Regions from separate parts of the Mus musculus genome. Here regions 2 and 3 are each linked to region 1. The links are chromatin contacts, called in public Hi-C and capture Hi-C maps. All regions are on one chromosome and are shown on one strand. The core of a region is the stretch at or near the end of the contact, and the rest is flanking DNA. Distances in the headings are between cores, read along the strand shown.

What was found. Hi-C and Micro-C count contacts between places; a contact is called where the count stands out from the background. Capture Hi-C pulls out chosen DNA fragments and counts their contacts.
Region 2: a Hi-C map of epidermal suprabasal cells shows a contact between it and region 1, with 2.8 times the contacts expected there. The contact joins the promoter of Metrnl here to the enhancer-like site in region 1. A contact is called at or near these places in 17 of 39 promoter capture datasets (the 3T3-L1 cell line, 3T3-L1-derived adipocytes, the C10 cell line and 11 more), 1 of 15 datasets of contacts at CTCF or cohesin (pro-B cells), 6 of 484 Hi-C or Micro-C datasets (the C2C12 cell line, adipose-derived mesenchymal stem cells, cortical neurons and 3 more), 11 of 115 datasets of contacts at active chromatin or transcription factors (bone marrow-derived macrophages, cardiomyocytes, craniofacial prominence and 6 more) and 2 of 9 other capture datasets (adipose tissue and liver).
Region 3: a capture Hi-C map of embryonic stem cells shows a contact between it and region 1, with 3 times the contacts expected there. The contact joins two enhancer-like sites. A contact is called at or near these places in 3 of 15 datasets of contacts at CTCF or cohesin (the NIH/3T3 cell line, embryonic stem cells and pro-B cells), 27 of 484 Hi-C or Micro-C datasets (the C2C12 cell line, CD4 T cells, ECoMG myeloid progenitors and 20 more), 2 of 115 datasets of contacts at active chromatin or transcription factors (embryonic stem cells and stem cell-derived neural progenitor cells) and 1 of 9 other capture datasets (embryonic stem cells).

The regions. Positions count from the first base shown.
Region 1 is chr11:121,477,658-121,480,463 of GRCm38.p6, forward strand. The region is part of intron 7 of Tbcd (tubulin-specific chaperone d); the gene reads left to right. Among named protein-coding and RNA genes, the nearest start is that of Tbcd, 27 kb to the left of the region's middle. Within about 2 kb of position 1,409, at least 31 of the 459 cell types and tissues checked have an H3K27ac peak or open chromatin away from gene starts, as enhancers often do. A contact at or near this core is called in epidermal suprabasal cells, hematopoietic stem and progenitor cells and neutrophils, where this site is marked.
Region 2 is chr11:121,701,072-121,703,877 of GRCm38.p6, forward strand. Metrnl (meteorin, glial cell differentiation regulator-like) reads left to right here and starts at 1,356. Exons shown (of 4, transcript NM_144797.3): 1 at 1,356-1,724. The coding sequence starts at 1,555.
Region 3 is chr11:121,626,558-121,629,363 of GRCm38.p6, forward strand. The region is part of intron 8 of B3gntl1 (UDP-GlcNAc:betaGal beta-1,3-N-acetylglucosaminyltransferase-like 1); the gene reads right to left. Among named protein-coding and RNA genes, the nearest start is that of B3gntl1, 45 kb to the right of the region's middle. Within about 2 kb of position 1,379, at least 5 of the 459 cell types and tissues checked have an H3K27ac peak or open chromatin away from gene starts, as enhancers often do.

The DNA.
Region 1 (2,806 bases), core at 159-2,658:
CATGTGCGTATACACCCAGATGCACATACATATATCCATAAATAGAAATAAAAAAGTAAAATAGATAAATAAAATAAAAATTAGAAATAAAGAAAAATTATGGTTGCCCCCACTTATCAGTTGTGGTACGCACATGAGCACATACACAAACTAAGTTATTGATGAGATGTGAGGTTCTGCCTATGGTAGATATCTTTGGGGTTTGCAGATTCAGCTGTACAGCCCATACCTTGGGAGGCCTTTGTTCTAGCTGTGGGGAGAGGCAACTACAGAGGTTTTATTGTGATTTCCATTTTGATTGTAGCAGTAGAGGTTAGTGCAAGTTGTGGCTTACCCTGAAAGGTAGTGTGAGGAAGGAAGAGGAAAGAGTGGGGCAGAGGTCACAGTTGATTTATAAATCGTGGTAGGTGTTGTACATTTGTGTTTTAGGTAATTCTGATGAATAGGTAGATAGAAATAGTTTATTTGAAAGATTTGGGTGTAAGTAGGTTCTTAATATTTTTGGCATGAATCTTTAAAATTTTTTTTTTCTTTTTATATTTGCTTATTGCCTGTGTGGAGACCAAAATGCTCTTAATTGTTGAGCCATCTTTTGAGCCCAGCAGCAGCAACAACAATAAAGAGTTCGAAACAACTTATTGAACGTTTTCTGTGTCCCTCATTCGGTTCCAGGGATTGAACTCAGTCTAAACTTGACCAACTGATCTATCTCTGCCTCCCTGCCCGACCTGCTGTCTTCTCTCCACCCATCCATCCCACACCCACCCAGTTCCCACTCCATTTGTTTGTTTGTTTGTTTGAGACAGGGTTTCTCTATGTAGCTGTGACTGTCCTAGAACTCTTGTAGACCAGGCTGGGCTTGAACTCAGAGCTCTATCCACCTGTACCTCCAGAGGGCTTGAATTAAAGGTTTGTGTCACAATACCTGGCTTTCTACCTACTTACTGTGCAGCCTTGGTTTACCTGGGACTTGTAGCCCAGGATGGCCTTGAACTTGTGTTAATATTCCTGCTTCTTCCTCCTGAGTGCTGGATCTCAGGTGTGAGCCAACACCCCCGGCTTGGCCTGAGTCTTGTTGAAAGTTTTCACATCAAGAGAATACAGGAAGGTCTGACAAACCGTAGCTAGAGTCTGTTACTGCATGGTGGTGCTTGAGGGAAGGGTGTTAGACCTGTCTAGCGTGTATATGGGACACATGGGAGGACAGGCACAATTAATCTCAGGGGATTGATTTTAGATGGCTTTTGTTCGGCTGTTTGCATTCTTTCTTGGGTTAGGGACTGTGAGAGGGATCTTGCTTTATAGCTCAGGCTAGCTTCTGTTAGCAAGGGTTATGGGTGTGTCCCACTGGACCTAGCTCAGTCTGCAGTTTTGAGCTACCTGCCAGCCTGGCCCAGGAGTTTTTCTGCTCTACACTTCTTCCTGCCCATGGCAATAGAGATTGTGGCTGGCAGGGTAGACAGGCTTCCTGCTTAGGTGAAGCAGGCTCCTGTGGGAGGTGGTGATAACTTGTGGGCCTTAACTGAGGTCCTGGCCAACGTGCCTGGAGCATTCCGCAGTGACTGCTTTCTGTCTCGTTTTACATTCTTTGCCTTTTTGTTCTTTTTGATCACCTGAGTCTCTGTGTAGTTCCCAAGATTTCTGTTTCTTCTTACTTAGGAGGTGCATGGGGCATAGGTTGTGCTCAGACACTGTAGGGCAGTTGCTGTTCCATTCCTTGCCAGTTTTGCCAGTGGGTTGAGATTCCTTTTAGTGACTTAAACCAGCCAGACATGTGTGCCTTTTATTTGGACATCTTTAAATTCCAGTGTTGAGGAGAGAAATTCTCTTTTTGCTTCCTCCTGAGGTGTAAAAAGGGTTCCCAGAGGCTTAGAAAGTTGAGTCTCCTACACTCCTCCCTCCCCCCCCACCCCCCCCCAGCTGGGTGTGTTGGCAAGGGAGGGGAAGATGAGACCCAGCTCTCTGCCGTTGGGGCAGAGTACTTTGGTGGTTTGGCAACAGCACCTCTGCTCTATCTAGAGAGACTTGCCCCGAGGATGGTGAGCACTTGTCTGACGCAGACAACTGAAATCCTGGGAAGTGGCTGAATGAAACTGCTGTAGACCAACAGCTACGGTGGTCTCATCTCCTAGGGCTCGAGGTGCCTGGCTTGCCACCGCCCTTCCCCCACCCCTCAAGCCTCCGCTCTGGGGCAGCGTTGTCTCCTCAGTCTCCCTCTTGGCTTCTTTTTCTCTCTTAGAGGGTCACTTGGGTCTGATCTGGCTCCAGGGCAGGAGGAAGTTACGCTCAGTGGGTGGAGCAGTTTCACCATGGGCTTGTCAGACCTGAAGGCAGAGGGCTGGTGTCTTGTGCGTGATGAAACTTGCAGGTGTATTGTGCTTCAGGATTGCATGTTTCCTTTGATGCACTTGGCTTCATTTTTATCCACCTGTTCATTAGTGTGGGTTAGGCGAAACAGGTGAACTCTGAACAAGTCACATCGAAACTAGGATTGATTTTATTTCCCTCGAAGCATAGCCCTCTCGCGGCATTGATTCTTAACTCTTGTGGGAAGGAAACAAGTGTTTGGCAACTTCGTTTCTCTGGAAGGCCCCTTTGCTCATGAGTGTTAGTATTAATGCAAATGGAGGAAATTTGAGGGCAGAAAACATATTTTAAAATAAAACATTGTCTCTTAAATGTATTTTACCTTTTCTTATTGGTTGATGGTTGTGTGGTCATGGTTTTCCTTCAGATTAGAAGCTTCTGACCATGGCGGCTTCTCTGGGTTTCCTTCAGTGGTTATGATGGTGAGGGAACTTTTGGT
Region 2 (2,806 bases), core at 106-2,605, 220 kb after region 1:
CTTTTCCAGATCCCCAGACCTTCTCCTTTCCTCAGCTGTTTAGTGGCCTCAAAGCCACAGGTGGTGCTGGCTCTTCCTCTTGAAGACATAAATTTGTCCCTCTTACTCTCAGTATGGTTGCCACCTAATAAATAAACTGCATTTCTAGGCCTTTCCTCATGCATAGAGGGTACTCTGGAATCCCTTGTTTCCTCCTGACCTATCCAGGCCAGTTTCGTCCATCATTTGATACTGTTTGGGGCTTTGAAGTGAAGAAAGATTGCCTCATCACCTTCTCCCTGTTTTGTTTGTTTGTTTGTTTGTTTTTTAAATCAAGCTCCAGGCCAGAGAATGTGTCCCTCCACCTCCCTATTTCTGCCCTGCTCCTGTGTAGCTCCCCCACTAGATGTTAGGATCACCATGATCTCCATGCGACGCCCCTTCATGGCCAGACTGGGCTCTCAGATGGTTATTTTTTTGTTTCTGTTGGAAGGATATTTGGAGACAATTGGATCTGTCAAACTCGGGATGGGAGATACTATTGAAGTATAGAATGGGTCCCAAGATGAAATGACGATAAAGCTCCACACTGCCCAAGGTAGGTTTCACTGTAAAGAAGCATCCAGCCTAAAACCTCAGCTTCAAGATGACAAAGTGAATATTAAACAAGAGACCACAGGACACTTGAAAGTGTGGCCTGGGGACTGATTGCACACCTGAGGCCTTTCTATGGGATGGATGTTCCAGAGTCTCGAATAACCTCGTAGAAGCTGCCAGTGCTTACTAATGGCAGAGTCTCAGTCTCTCTCTGATATTCTCTCTCTCTCTCTCTCTCTCCTCCCTCCCAAGGCAAATTTTGAGCTGGGGAACAGAAAGAGAGGGTGCCAGGAACCCCAAGAAGCCACCGCTCTTGAGTTGTGAGCATCACAATAGTCCTTGTGCACTGGAGGCCACTCAGGCTGTCTAAAAGATGGTGTCTAGCTGCTGGAAGGAGCTCAGATTTCTTCACTTCGTGCATAATAGTGCAGTTCCCCCAGGCCCAAACTCTTCCATCCCCATCCCTACAGCTTCTTCGTCCCAGCCCCAGCCCTCCTCCCTGACCTTGTTCCCGTTCTTTGCAAAGTCGTTTGTCCCACTCCGAGCTGCACTTTCCCTTGTCCTGTGCGGCGAGATGCTGCCCACTGAGTATCTGCGGCGTGACACCAGGGCGTTCCAGGCTAGAGCTGGCAGGACACAGATCTGTGAGCTGGCGCACGGGGCGGAACTGCTGGCCCGGGCCGAAGGCCAGGCGGGGGCGGAGCTCGGCCGAGGGCGGGGTGGCTTCACGGTTCCGCCCCCCAGCTGAGCCAGACCACGGTCCGGGAACTTGCCAGCTCAGAGGTTCTAGGGGCAGCCGGCGCGCTTCTCTAGTTGCAGCTTGGGCGGCTCCTGTGGTGGGCGGCTAGGGGCGAGCCGGGATGGGCTATAGACGCGCGACGTGATCAGTTCGCACGCGGACCCACGCCTCCCATCGCTCTGCCTCAAGAGCCTATTCTGTGGGTGCAGGCACGCACCGGACGCAGACCCGGCCGGAGCATGCGGGGTGCGGTGTGGGCGGCCCGGAGGCGCGCGGGGCAGCAGTGGCCTCGGTCCCCGGGCCCTGGGCCGGGTCCGCCCCCGCCGCCACCGCTGCTGTTGCTGCTACTACTGCTGCTGGGCGGCGCGAGCGCTCAGTACTCCAGCGACCTGTGCAGCTGGAAGGGGAGGTGAGTCTTGCGGGTGATTCCAGCGTGGACTCCCTGGACCTGGACCGGAGCCCTCGGCAGCGAGTGGCAGAGCTTGCGGGGTAGGGACAGCTATGCTGGCCAAGTCCGGTGACCCCCGCCCTAGCTCTGGTTTCAGAACAAAAGAGTTGGTGGCATCTGGGTCCCAGCTCGGAAGACGCCCACTCTCCGCGCGCGTAATACTGCCCTAGTGGGTTTCCTGGGCTCCATAGGCTGCATGTTTGGTCCTCCCAACGGTTGGGATTTCTGATTCTTGGGAAAGGGTTGGGATTGTGCTCATCTAGAGGGACAGCTGTGGCGTGGAGAGCGTGGGGTCCAAACGAGACCCGTATCGGCTGCAGACCGTATCTTTGGGGCAAAGAGATGGGGTCGACACCTGTCTGCGGCCAAATGCAGTAGGGTAGAGCCCTGAGCCCGCTTGGTGAAGGTCAAGCCGCCCTTGGCAGCAGGGCACAGGGTTCCTGTGACACTTCTCTCTCGTCCCCATCAGCAGTGACAGCGGAGGACTTTTTGCTGTTGTTTTAACTGAAGTGTGACGTATGGAAAGAAGCACAAGTCACAAGTGTGCGCGGGCGGGGTGCCTGAGGAGTCGTAGCTACTTTGGACACTGAGAACGCGCCAGGCACAGCGGCCGGCCCCCTCTCTTTGCAGAGCCAGTTTTTTACAGCTGCAAGTTGCCAATTCAGCGGTTTGCATAGCGCGCTGCGCTGATGCGGGTCTCCTGAAAACGTGGGCTGGGACGGCGGTGGGGGTCTGATGTAGCTCATCCCAGGGGCAGGGCGCTTGCGCAGGCCTGGGGAGGTACACGATCTCGTCTGAAGCACAGACTCCAGTGAAGGGGGCTCATGGGGCAATGCGTGCGGTGGGTGATTTTGGTCAAGAGGGTTTTCTGAGAAAGGTGGATGTTGGGCAGTGCCCGGATCTGCGTAAGCAGGGCATCAATGATTATCTTGTACACTTACAGTGCCTGACTTTCTGAGAAAACCACAGAGACCAAAATCAACCCTCATCAAGACTCCTGCTGGAGTGCTTGGACTGAAAGATTGAGAGCAGCTTCTTGAGCT
Region 3 (2,806 bases), core at 129-2,628, 150 kb after region 1:
CTAAGGGATGGGTTTTCCTGAACCTGTATGTGTGACTTTCTGGAACTTTCTGGGAAGAAGCTGAAACATCATAGCTGCAGCACTGTATCAGCTCATGGAGTACTGGGGTGGGGGTGGGGGAAGCCCCTACTCCCAGAAGGTGTAGCCAATGACCAGCAGCATCTGTGGTCAGAAAAAGAGGCTTTAAGAACCTTGCTAGGGGAACACAGGGGACAACCCACTGATCCTGTCAGGTACCACAACACAGAATAGGCAGTCTCAGGCTGGACGCCAAGGATTAGGACACTAGTGGTGTCATGTCTAGTACCCCCTTCTGAGATTCATCTTGCAGCAAACCTTAGTGTGATGGTACCAGACAGGAGGCAGCAAGGCAGAGTCAAAGGCAAAAAAGCAAGACTTGCCTGTTTGGGGCTTCTACACTCATCTGGAGAAAGGGCCTTATCTGGTTCTCTTTAAGCCCTGAATCATACTGCCACGGGAAAAACGTGATACCAGGAAGCAAACAGTTTGCAGCACGTGTACTGTAAAAGGCTAAACACACATATCTGTAAGGTGACGCATCTGTAAAGGTTACAGGGATGCCGTGACAACATACTGGGTTCAGCTGCTCACAAGTTTAAGGAATGTTTGGCTTCCTGGGGATACTATTCTTGTGTCCTTTGGCATATGAAGTACTCCACATATATATAAAGAGAAATGACACAGATTCAGGTCATTTTGAACTTTAAAAATGACAGAATCAAGACACTGCCACCTGAGGTTTAGACAAATTCAACTCTCAAGCAAGCCTCAGGTTGTAATTACAGCTTTTATCCTGGGAGGTGCCGCAGCCCACAGCGTAAAGACTTTAATCCAACTCAGAAACTTACATTAGATCACTTATTTTTGTGCTGTGGGTGGCAAAGCTTACTGTGCAAACACAAAGGAGTGAGCTCTGTACACACGGGCTGCTCTACTAAGAGACATGATGGGTGCCACCTGGGTGGGCTACAAGTCACCACCCAGGTGGCTTGAGCTTCACACACCAGCATGGGAAGGACCTCCCTTACACACATGGCCACATGATGTGATCTCCAGGCATCTCACGCTCGCACAACCTACAAAACCATGATGTAAGATCAATGTCCAGCGCTTCACCAGCCAGCAGAATTGGCATCCAGAAACAGCTGCAGTGTGATGCCCAGACAGCTGCCACGGGGCTATGTCACACACTCCACCTCTAGCAGAGGACCGTGGGAAGGGGCTCCTTCCTTAGACTTAATACAAGATGATGTAAACCATTCTAGCTGATTTTTTAAACAGTTGTAGTCTTGCTGTGTATCTGTTTCATGTGCACTGCTGCTCCTACCATCATGTGACTGCAGCTGGAATGAATAGTGACGAGCATCATCTTCCACTCTGTCTCTTGTACAACTCATGTTCCAAAGCACTGAGCCTGGTTTACCTCCCAAAACCCAGCAGCTTCCTCCTCTGCTTCCTAAAATGATCTTGATAAGATCTTGGTAAGACTGATAGAACTTCTTCCTTAATCATGCTATAGGATACCCCAGAAAATCCCCTGGCCTGGCTATCTTTTGTGAATGTTCTTAAAGTACTAAATGAAAATTTTTACTTTTTGGTCAGATGTCTGTGGGGTGGCTAGCATTGTTACTTCCCTGTTCTATTTTGACACCAATCGCGCCAGCATTCCAGCTTTTCCCCTTCTATCCCTCACGTCTCCTGCTCTGCCTGCAGTTTCACCGACTCATGCTGAAGGCTGTAGTTTTTTTTTTTTTCTAATTTCCTTTGTGATTTTTCCTTTGGTTACTTAATTTCCACATATTAGATTTTTCAAGATACTGAAATAGTTTCTAACTTAACACTTTGGTTGCTGAAGGTAAAACTTTTTAGTACTACCATTCCCTATGTTGAAATCCTACCCCAGAGATACTGAAGATGTGAGGCCTTTGGGAGATGACACCCAGAGAGTATGGTGCCTCTCCTGGAATGTGAGAGCACAGTAGGAAGACACCACTTGTGCTCAACATACAGAGCTTTGAGAAGCAAATACTTATGGTCAAAAGCTATTAGCTTACCACAGTTTGTCATAGGAAACTGGGCAGCTAAGATGTTCATGACATAGTCTGTAAGTTTCAACCACTTAAAATTTACTAAGACAGATTCCACAGCTAAGTACAGGACTCTTAGAGCCTTGCTAGTCTGCAGGGCTGCTACAATCTTCTCTATGTTTGCTAGTGGCAAAAGGGACTGATTAAGTCTGCACTACATGTGCGTCTGTCTGTGGGTTTCAACTGTGTTTGAGATGCTCACAGGCTCAGAACTGCCATGTCCTCTGAGCATCTTTCCTACGAGCTGGTCCCACCAGTGTCTGCCTCCTGACAGCAGCCCTGCAAGACGCTCCTCCAAAGCTGTGATGACATTCAGGTACAAGGAGGGCAAGTTCTGGTGTACATGAAGCTGAATCTTGTAAATGGTACAGGTCCAAGGTCCAGGGACCCCAGACTCACTGACATGCTGCACACTGAAGCCTGGTGGTAGATGTAAGACACTCGGGAGGGAACTCCCACTCAGATGGCTCCAACCAGGCTAAGAACCTGCCGCTTTGCAGCTGTAAGTACACGACTATAAATCTGTGGTTTGGGCAATAAGGTTCCCGGGGGTCACTTCCCCCAGTGTCCATGGGCTGTAGAGGGGACAGTCTCCTAGCACAGGCACAGCTCACTTCATAGTGAGGTGGCTGATATAAGTGTCTCATACACAGGACAGACTGAAGAGTTAATGAGCTCACCCTCTTTTACCCTGTCCA